Regions from separate parts of the Sus scrofa genome. Here region 2 is linked to region 1. The links are chromatin contacts, called in public Hi-C maps. All regions are on one chromosome and are shown on one strand. The core of a region is the stretch at or near the end of the contact, and the rest is flanking DNA. Distances in the headings are between cores, read along the strand shown.

Region 1 (5,499 bases), core at 1,877-4,376:
TTTCTATATACTAACAACAAAAGTTCAGAGAGAGAAATTAGGGAAACAATCCCATGTATTGTCACATCAAAAAGAATAAAATACTTAGGAATAAACCTACCTAAGAGACAAAAGACCTGTACTATGAAAAATATAGGATGCTGATGGAAGAAATCAAAGATGACATAAACAGATGGAAAGATATACCATGCTCTTAGATTGGAAGAATCAATATAGTCAAAATAACAATACTACCTAAGGCAATCTATAGATTCAATACAATCCCTATCAAATTACCGATAGCATTCTTTACAGAACTAGAACAAAATATTTTAAAATTGTATGGAAACACAAAAGCCAAAGCAATATCAAAAAGAAAAAACAGAACTGGAGGAATCAGGCTCCCTGACTTCAGATTCTACTTCAAAGCTGCAGGCATCAGAACAGTACAGTACTGGCACAAAAATAGAAATATAGAGCAATGGAACAGGATGGAAAGCCTAGAAATAAACCCAAGCACCTATGGTCAACTAATCTGTAACAAAGGAGGCAAGAACATACAGTGGAAGAAAGATAGTCTCTTCAATAAATGGTGAGGGGAGGGAGTTCCCTTTGTGGCTCAGTGGTAACAAACCTGACTAGGATCCACGAAGACGTGGGTTCAATCCCTGACCTTGCTCAGTGGGTTAAGGATCCAGTGTTGTCATGAATTGTGTGGTGTAGGTCACAGGCACAGCTCAGATCCCACATTGCTGTGGCTATGGTATAGGCCAGCAGCTGTAGCTCTGATTTGACCCCCCAAGCCTGGGAACCTCCATATGCTGCAGGTGCAACCCTAAAAAGAAAAATAAATAAATAAATGGTGTGGGAGGGACTGAACAACTGCATGTAAGAGAAAGAAATTAGAACATTTTCTAACACCATTCACAAAAATCAACTCAAAATGAATTAAAGACCTAAATGTAAGGCCAGATACTATAAAACTCCTAGAGGAAAACAGGCAGAACGCCCTTTGACATAAATCACAGGAACACCTTGTTTGACTCACCTCCTAGAGTAAAGATGATAAGGACACAAATAAACCAATGGGACCTAATTAAACTCAAAAGCTTCTGCACAGCAAAGGAAACCATCAAAAAAGCAAAAAGACAACCCACAGAATGGGAGAAAGTTTTTGCAAATGACTCAACTGACAAAGGTTTAATCTCCAAAGTAGGCAAACAACTCATACAACTCAACAACAACAAAAAACCCCCACAAAAAACCCAATGGAAAAATGGACAGAAGACTGAAATAGACATTTCTCCAAAGAAGACATAAAGACGGCCAGCAGGCACATGAAAAAATGCTCAACATCATTAATTATTAGAGAAATGCAAACCAAAACTACTATGAGGTACTGCCTCATACCAGTTAGAATGGCCATCATTAACAAGTCAACAAACAACAAATGCTGGAGAGGATGTGAAAAAAAGGGACCCCTCCTTCACTGCTGGTGGGAATATAAATTGGTACAATCACTATGGAAAACAGTATGGAAATACCTCAGAAAACTAAATATAGAACTATATGACCAGCAGTCCCACTCCTGGGCATATATCCAGACAAAACTTTCATTGAAAAAGATAACATGCATCCTGTATGTTCATCACAGCACTATTCACAATAGCCAAGACATGGAAAGAACCTAAATGCCTGTCAACAGATGAATGGATTAAGAATATGTGGTACATATATACAATGAAATAGTACTCAGCCTTAGAAAAGAACAAAATAATGCCATTTTCAGCAACATGGATGGAACTAGAGACTGTCATATGAGTGAAGTAAGTCAGAAAGACAAAGACAGACACCATATGATATCACTTATACATGGAATCTAAAATATGGCACAAACGATGTATCTACAAAACAGAAACAGATCACAGACATGGAGGACACACTTGTGTGTGCTGGAAGGAGGGGGAGGGAGTGGGATGGATTGTGAGTCAGGGATTAGTAGATGCAGACTGTTGCATTTGGTGTGGATGGGCAATGGGATCCTGCTGTATAGACCAGGGAACTATATCCAATCACTTGTGATTGTTTAGGATGGAGGATAATGTGAGAAAAGGAATGTATATATATATATATATATATATATATATATATATATATGTATAACTGGTTCACTTTACTGTACAGCAGAAATTGGCAGAACATTGTAAATCAACTATACTAATTAAAAAAAGTTTGGGTTTTTTGGTTTCTGAACCGAACTTGGGTCAGCTTACACAGCAAAGCCAGTTTACTGACACTGGGTAGTGGTGAAGGAAAGTACAGCATTTATTGTAGGGCCCAGGAAGGAGAATAGGCAGCTTATGTTCAAAAGATCCAAACTCCCCCATGGCTTTCAGGGAAGGGTTTTTTAAGGCAACATTTGGGGTGAGGGTGGCAGGGAGTTTGACTTTCTTCTGATTGATTGGTGGTGAGGTAACAGGGTGATGTTTCAGAAATCCTAATCATCAACCTTCTAGGGTCTACATCTTGTGGTCAGCATGTAGTCACCATCCTCCATCTAGGTGGGGGTGGGGTCTTAATTTCTGCAGAACCACTCAAAGTATGTGTCAGATTATGTATATCCCTTGAGGAGGAAGTATGACTGTTTTATCGCTGAACTATTTTTTCTTGACTGTTATTCTTCATTCTCTCACTTCCCTAATTAGTAACAAAGTCTGCTCTTTGGAACTGAGGGAAGGCCTTGGAGACCAAAGCCTTTTTCTGCAAACAAGAAATGGGGGAGGAGTTTCCGTTCTGGCGCAGTGGAAATGAAACCGACTAGGAACCATGAGATGGGTTAGGCATTGCCGTGAGCTGTGGTGTTGGTCACAGACGCAGCTCGGATCCTGCATTGCTGTGGCTGTGTTGTAGGGTGGCAGCTGTATCTCTGATTCGACCCCTAGCCTGGGAACCTCCATATGCTACAGATGTGGCCCTAAAAAGACAAAAAAAGAAATGGGGGATACAGAAGGACTTTTATACATTCCTGCTTGGTTTCAGTTCCCCCCCCCCACCCTTTGATACTCTTCAGTCCTGAGGGGAACTGGGGGCAGGACAAGCAAGAGAATGAAGTTTTCAATAGGTTAATCATAAACGTGGCAGGAGAACTTAGTTTCATAGGGACTTGGTTTCATTTTTAAAGTGGTTGCCAAGAAAGGTTAGTGAGCCCATCCATATCACATTCTTGGTCTGGGTAGGCCACTGGGGCTGCTCTATCTGACATTTATCATCTAATCTCCACTACTTACCAGCATGTCTCTGTAATATGCTTTTTCTTCTTTTAAATTTAAAATTATAGTTATTTACAATGTTCTGTCAATTTCTGCTATACAGCAAAGTGTTATACATATATCTGTATCCACTCTTTTTCTCATATTATCTTCTATTATGTTCTATCACTAATGATTGGATATAGTTCCCTGAGCTATACAGCAGGACCCCATTGCTTATCCGTTTTAAATATAATAGTTTGCATCTACTAACCCCAAACTTCCTGCCCATCCCACTCCCACCCACTTCCCTCTTGGCAACTACAAGTCTGCTCTCCATGTCCGTGGGTCTGTTTCAGTTCTGCAGAGAGGTTCATTTGTGCCATATTTTAGATTCCACATATAAGTGATGGCACATGGTGTTTGTTTTTCTTTTCTGTCTTTCCTTTCTTTCTTTTTTTTTTTTTTTTTTTTTTTGGCTTTTTAGGGGCCCTACCCACAGCATATGGACGTTCCTAGGCTAGGGGTTGAATTAGAACTGCAGCTGCTAGCCTACACCACAGCTACAGCAATGTGGGATCCAAGCCATGTCTATGACCTACACCACAGCTCACAGCAACATGGATCCTTAACCCACTTAGCAAGGCCAGGGATCAAACCCACTTTCCTCATTGATACTAGTTTGGTTTGTTACTGCTCAGCCACAACGGGAACTCTAGTTTTTGTCTTTCTCTTTCTGACTACTTCACTTGGTATGGGAATTTCTAGTTGCATCTATGTTGCTGCAAATGGCATTATTTTGTTCTTTTTTATGGCTAATATTCCATTGTGTATATGTACCACATTTTCTTAATCCATTCATCTGTTGATGGACATTTAAGTTGTTTCCATGTCTTGGCTTTTGTGAATAGTGCTGCAGTGAACATAGGGGGGTGCATGTATCTTTTTTTCTTTTCTTTTTTTTTTTTTTTGTCTTTTTAGGGCCACACCCATGGCATATGGAAGTCCTCAGGCTAGAGGTTGAGTTAGAGCTGCAGCTGCCGGCCTCCGCCAACAGCAATGTGAGATCTGAGCCATATCTGCAATCTATACAATAGCTCACAACACCAGATCCTTAACCCACTGAGCAAGGCCAGAGATTGAACCTGTGTCCTCATGGATACTAGTTGTTACCACTGAGCCGAAACAGGAACTCCCTTTATGTATGTTTTTGAACAAAAACTTTCTTCAGATATATGCCCAGGAGTGAGATTGCTGGATCATATGGTAGTTCTATATTTAGCTTTCTGAGGAATGTCCATACTGTTTTCCATGGTGGTTGTACCAATTTACATATGCTTTTTCACTTGATTGCTTCTATCCTTGAAATGATACCAAATTATCTGAGAAGGAAAAATCATGGCAGTCAAGGACCCCTTTCTGATTCTGATATATTTCCTTTTCTTAGAACTTGGAGAGTTTGATTGCTCAAAATACCACTGGGCCTGTCTTCTACCCAAGGCTCTACCACCTGATGGCCTATGTCTGTATACTAATTGGAGATGGGCAGAACTGCGACCTCTTCCTGAACACAGCCTTACAGCTCTGTGAGACACAAGGGAATGTGCTGGAGAAATGCTGGATGAATATGAGCAAAGTACGTACTGTCTGCTAGCAAGCTGGGGAAGCGGGTGCTCTCAGGGGATGCAAAGGAGCCCCAGAAGCCCACTGCCATCAGAGGCAGTTCTGGACTCTTACTGAAAGGGGTGACATGTCCATAGCTTAGGTATTTGCACTTCTTCCCCTTTGGGTTCTCATGGGATCTCCCCCTCCTCCAAAACTCCTTTGGCAAGATCTCTGCATTCTTGTGACCCTCACCACTTTGCACTTTGTGTTACATTCATATGCATGTCCTGCCTCCCCCAAGAACATGAACTCTCAAGAAGCAAAAACTACTTAGCCCCTAGCATAGTACCTTTTTCTCAGTATTTGTTGAATAAGTGAATGAATGTACACATCTACATGATTATTAATAATTACGTGCCAGGAGTTCCCGTCATGGCTCAACAGTTAACGAACCCAACTAGGATCCATGAGGATGAAGGTTCAATCCCTGGCTTCGCTCAGTGGGTTAAGGATCCAGTGTTGCAGTGAGCTGTGGTATAGGTCACAGGCTCAGTTTGGATCTGGCATTGGTGCGGCTATGGTATAGGCTGGCAACTGTAGCTCTGATTGGACCCATGGCCTGGGAACCTCCATACACCACCAGTGTGGCCCTAAAAAGCAAAAAAAA
Region 2 (5,472 bases), core at 2,439-4,938, 110 kb after region 1:
CAGGGGACCCCTGTGGATAATGTGGCTGGAAACTGTCTCTCTGAGGAAGTGACATTACACTAAGGCCTCATTGATGAAAAGGAAACAGCTCTGGTTGAGTTCCAGATGTATTTTGGAGATGGGAGAATGGACTGGATGTGGGGATTGAAGGGCAGGGAGGAATCAAGGATGGACCCTAGGTTTCTGGGTTGAGCAATTACATGGATGGTGGCACCACTGACTGAAATGGGTGCTGCAAATTGCTGAGACTTAAACTTCATATATTATGTGTTCATTCCTGCCTAAGGGTTACCAAAGACATTCCAATTGCCAAATTCAGTGACGTATTCACTCTTTTATCTGACACTGTTGACCATTGCTTCTTTCTTAAAAACTTCATTCTCTCTTGGCTTCCAGGACACCACACTCTTCTGGTTCTTTTCAAATTCAATGAGCCTCCTTCTCAGGTTCCGTATACTGGAGGACTCTGTCCTTGGTCTTCTGCTTTTCCTTCAATACACTCACTTGGTGACCTCATCCAAGCAATCCACTGCTTTAACTGCTATCCACATAAAGCCTCCCAAATCTCTAGCTCCTACCAGAACTTTCTCCTCACCTTTAGAACCATCCACCCAACTGTTTTCTACCCACTCCTATGGAGATGCCTCAGTAGTATCTTAAACTCAACATATCCAAAAGGAACTCCATCATCCTCTTCTATGAACACTCCTATTTCCTCATCCCATATTTTTCATCATCGAAAAGCCCCACTTTCCAAAAATATGCCTGGCTACCCAAGCCCCAAACTGTAGCCCCAACTCCTCTCTTTCAAGTCCACATCAAATTGATTTCCAGGTCTTATCAAATTTACTTTCTACTGAGCTCTTGGTTATGTCCTCTCTTCATATCCCACACCTTTAATTCAGGTCTTCATCCTCTGGATTATTATAACACTCTGGTTTCTTAAGCCTTATACCATTCTAACCTACCCTTCACATCTCAATAGACAGAGAAATCCTTCACAGGCTCCCACAGCCCTCAGGATCAAATCTGGCCCCAAGAATGGCAAACAAGGAGTTCCTGTCGTAGCTCAGTGGTAATGAACCCAAATAGTATCCATGAGGATATGGGTTTGACCCCTGGCCTCGCTCAGCAGGTTAAGGATCCAGCGCTGTGTGGCTGTGGTGTAGGCTGTTACAGCTTCAACTGGACCCCTAGCCTAGGAACTTCCATATGCCATGGGTACAGCCCTAAAAAGACCAAAAAAAAAAAAAAAAAAAAGCAAAATCTTGTGAGTTAGTGCCTCTGACTGGCTTTCCTGCCTCAACCCCTACCATCTCTCCTATACTCTCCAACCTCCCATCACAATGACCTACTAACAGGTTCATGCATGACTCTGCATATCCTGTTTCCTCCCCCAATGCCTACTTGGCTTAGGCATCCCTTTTTCTAGCAGCCTAAACTGAGATGATGACTCCCCTTAGTACTTTCACAGCAAACCATTAAGGAAAGACTTCAATTGCTCATCTCATTGGTTCTCCCACATGTGTAAATTATGTGAGGCCAGGGACTGTCCTTAATAGAATACCTCTGGTGCTTAATACTTAAAAACTGCTTAATGTTTGCTAAATAACTGTATCTGGGTCAAACTCAAGAAGACAGTCTATAAAACACGAACTGTTATGTACAGTATCCAGAACAAGAAAAGATAACCTGGCAAGAAGAAACATTCAATAGTTTTCTAAAATTAACCAATAACATTAGCTGCAGACTTTCACATATTAGCATTCATCTTTCATTACTGAAAGGCTAAGTATGTCCAAGGTGTGTGCAGATGTTATTCCAACAATCTCTCTCTCTCTTTTTTTTTGGCTGCAGCGTACACACCACAGCAATGCTGGATCCTTAACCCACTCACTGATTGAGGCCAGGGATCAAACCTGAATACTCTTGGATGCTAGTCAGATTCGTTTCCACTGAGCCTCAATGGGAAATCCCTTTTATTTAAACAAAACAAACAAAAAAAACAAACCTCAGAAGAGACATTTATACATAATGAATTTTGTCTTATATGTACAAAGTACATCTTCACCTATCAATCTCCACAGGGTGGGGGACTTTTACAATTAGACTTTATAGTTCATGGAACCATTCATTAAATGTTATTTTTCCTGGCATTTCCTACCTGGTGCAGTGGATTAAGAATCAGCTGCAGCTGCCCTGGTGTCTAGAGGCACAGGTACCATCCCCCCGCAGGTGCAGTAGGTTAAAGGATCCAGCATTGCCCCAGATGCAACCTCAGCTGCAGCTGGGATTCAGTCCCTGCCCCGGGAACTTCCATATGCTGTGGGTGCAGCCATTAAAAAAAAAAAAAAAAAAGATATTTTCCAAAGATTACATTAAGGACTTTTCCATGAAACTAATTACTGAGTATACTCATGTTCAGATACTGTGAGGCAACTGACATTTTGCAAAACAAAAGAAATGAACAAGTCTCCATGGGTTCTTAGGAGTTGGCCCTCTTTATAACCATTACTTAACCACATTCTCAGACAGCAACAAGTACTCTGCTTTGAACAACACACACACAAACGCCTATGGGGGACTGCGGATATCCCTAAAAGAACTCATCCAATTCAATCAGTCCAGTCTCAGGTTTACCTTATGCCTCACTCACGAAATCTAGCAAGGAAAAAAAGGATTTTTTTTTTGGATAAAAGAAAAATGTGCCTTTTAATGTCCTATGTCTTGTCAAAAAATGGTGACGATGTCTCGAATGATTATGGATTTGCCCGAACTCTTAAACCAGGTCATTCCAGTGGTATTTCCAACTCTGCATTCTCACCCAAAAGTAATGTAAATTTCTTCTTGGTGCTCTGCAGACCCCAGAGATAAGCCAAATTAAGCTCCGGGACTCTTCTATCTCAGAGGCTTAAAAATGGGTACTTTACGAGGTTAAAAAAAAAAAAAAATTGCTTAAAACAGAGGAACAAACAACAAAGGCCCTACAAATGAAAAACCTGCAACCTTCCGCCACCTCCCAAAGGTGGAGAACGCCAGAAGCCCGGGTTCCTGAACCGGAATTCCAGGCGGGCCCAGGCGACCCAAAGTCACCATGCGGAGAAGGTGGGCGAATCAGCGAGGGTGCGATGCAGCCGCCCGTCGGGCCTGCTCTCCAGACAGATTCCCCCAGGAGTGAGCAAGGTAGGGAGTTTTTCCCCCTTCCTCCTCACGCAGGGACCGAGGAAGAAGAAAGAAGCTCCGCGCCTCCTCTGCCCGTAGCGGGGCCCGCGGTCCCCGCCCGCCGGCTCGGTTCCCCCAGCCCCAGAGCGCGTAGGCCGCGCCCCCTCCCCACCTCAGCGCCCCTCAAGCTCAGGGCCCGCCACCCTGCCCCAAGCCCCCGCCGCCACCGCAACACTCACGGAGTCCGAGCGCCGCCACCAGCACCGACCACAGCCAGCGCCCGCGGTCTGGGGCTGCAATCAGTGCCCTGGCCCCGGCGGGCGCTGCCATCGTCCTCTCGCTGCAGCCGCAGCCGCCGCACCCCCGGGCCCCGGTCCCCACTGTGGTTAGCTCTGCTCGGGGCTGAAGGAGCCTGACTCGCCGCCACCCGCGTCCGCTGGCACCTCCACGCCGCGCTCCCCGCTCGCGGCCCCAGGCGCAGCCAGCCAGCCCTCCGCCGCGGCCTCGGCTCCAGCTGCCTGCTCATTGGCCTGCCCCGCGCCCTTTGAAGGACGGGATTGGAAGGCACTTACTGTCCATCACCCCTCCCCCAGGTGTAGCCCCGCCCCCCTCAGTCCCACCCTGGCTCCTTATCCAGGCGCTGGAGGTCCTCGGCTGTCCGAGGGAACCGCCGCCAAGCCCTTTGCCTGCCTGCGTGGCTGCCGCCTGCCTTTCTCCTCTGCCTCTCTAAGGGTCCAACCCCCCAGATCTCATTATCTGTCCTCGCCTGTTTCAGCTCTTCTCCGTTTCTCTGAGCCTCACCTAAAGAAGCAGTTCATTTACTAAATTAAAAAAAGAAAAAGAAAAAGAAAAGAAGGATTAGGGTACAATGGGGAGAGACTTCTGATTCAGACTTCCAGATAGAACTCGTTTCCCCGCTTGCCCTGCTTCCCGAGGCGTGTCCTTTGCCTGGACCAGATAATTTATGTGTTGCAATTTGAAAAATCTACTAGCTTAAAAAGAAGTCTCCATCTTGTCTGACTCCCTTCTTAGGAGGCCCTCCTTTTGGTTTAAGAAGGGTCAGGAACTGAGAACACTTTCCTGCAACCTAGAGCACAAATGAATGGGGGGTTTGTTTGTTTTGCTTTTATCAACAAAATGTCCCTTAATTTATCAATAAAAAATTGGTTAGTTCTCCACCCTGACTCGGAAGTGCCTTGCCTGAGCCGGCTCCACTTGGTTATCTTGGCCCAGGACAATGTCTGCAACTTATTGGTTGCCCAGTAAATAAAGTGTTTGGAAGGGTCCTTCTGAGAGTAGCCCATGAAAGAGAGAAATGAGACAAGAGCACAAGAAAGATGATGGTGAAGGAAGAAAAGGAAAAACCCAGATAGGAGGCCAATAGTGTGAGTGAGGAAAACAAGTACTAGGCAGTTAGGAGAGAGTGGGGGAAGAGCGTGGTGAGAGGACCTAAATGCAGCCTCTCATTTCAGGATTTTGTCTAAAGTCAATCTTAGTAACACCTCTCCTGATTTGTTGCTGTTTTAGCCTGCTAGCCTTGCAGTACCACAAACTCATAATAATTACTTTAGCACTAGTGAGAGAAAACTGAAAACTACAAAGAGAGAGAGGGACCATTTCAATCTATTTCTCACTCAGCATGACCTTATGAAGTGTTTCTGGAATGCCATAGGTTGGAAAGAATACTAATATACAAGTGCATTAAGGAAGTTCCCATCGTGGCTCAGCAGAAATGAATCTGATTAGCATCCACGAGGACTCAGGTTTGATCCCTGGCCTCACTTAGTAGGTTAAGGATTCTGCGTTGCAGTGAGCAGTGGTATAGGTTGCAGACATGGCTTGGATCTCATGTGGCTGTGGCTGTGGCTGTGGTGTAAGCCTGCAGCTGTAGCTCCGATTTGACCCCTAGCCTGGGAACCTCCATATGAGGCCCTCAAAGGACAAAAAGAAAAAAAAAAGTGCATTAAGTGAGCAACTACTATGTGCTGTAGATGTACAATACCTAGACTTTACTCTGAAGAAGCACAGTCTACTAGTCAGTGTAGCAAGCAAGTACGTAATGAGATTTTTTTTCATGCTCTATGAGATCAAATAAAGGAGAGACCTAAGGCCAGCAGGGACAATGAGGTTCTCAAAAACACATGTAATGTGAAAAGCTTCTCCACTGACTGTGATGTATCTCAACACACATATTCTCTCTTCTGAGAACCACTGGCCCATGAGGTGTCTGGAAAAGATGCACAGAGGATGTAGCATTTGAGGTGGATTTTAATGGGTGAATAAAGTTTCACCAGAGGGAAACAGGAAAAG

The links. A called contact is a pair of places that touch in the nucleus more often than the background predicts.
Region 2: a Hi-C map of alveolar macrophages shows a contact between it and region 1, with 3 times the contacts expected there. The contact joins the promoter of MPZL1 here to the enhancer-like site in region 1. A contact is called at or near these places in 2 of 5 promoter capture datasets (liver and skeletal muscle), 19 of 47 Hi-C or Micro-C datasets (alveolar macrophages, brain, embryonic fibroblasts and 10 more) and 2 of 2 datasets of contacts at active chromatin or transcription factors (alveolar macrophages and skeletal muscle).

Annotation. Positions count from the first base shown.
Region 1 is chr4:83,198,620-83,204,118 of Sscrofa11.1, forward strand. It overlaps ADCY10 (adenylate cyclase 10, soluble), which reads left to right. Exons shown (of 32, transcript NM_001204392.1): 31 at 4,675-4,863. Among named protein-coding and RNA genes, the nearest start is that of ADCY10, 96 kb to the left of the region's middle. Within about 2 kb of position 3,127, at least 10 of the 83 cell types and tissues checked have an H3K27ac peak or open chromatin away from gene starts, as enhancers often do. A contact at or near this core is called in alveolar macrophages, fetal liver and retroperitoneal adipose tissue, where this site is marked.
Region 2 is chr4:83,305,932-83,311,403 of Sscrofa11.1, forward strand. It overlaps MPZL1 (myelin protein zero-like protein 1), which reads right to left and starts at 3,689. Exons shown (of 6, transcript XR_002343361.1): 1 at 3,402-3,689.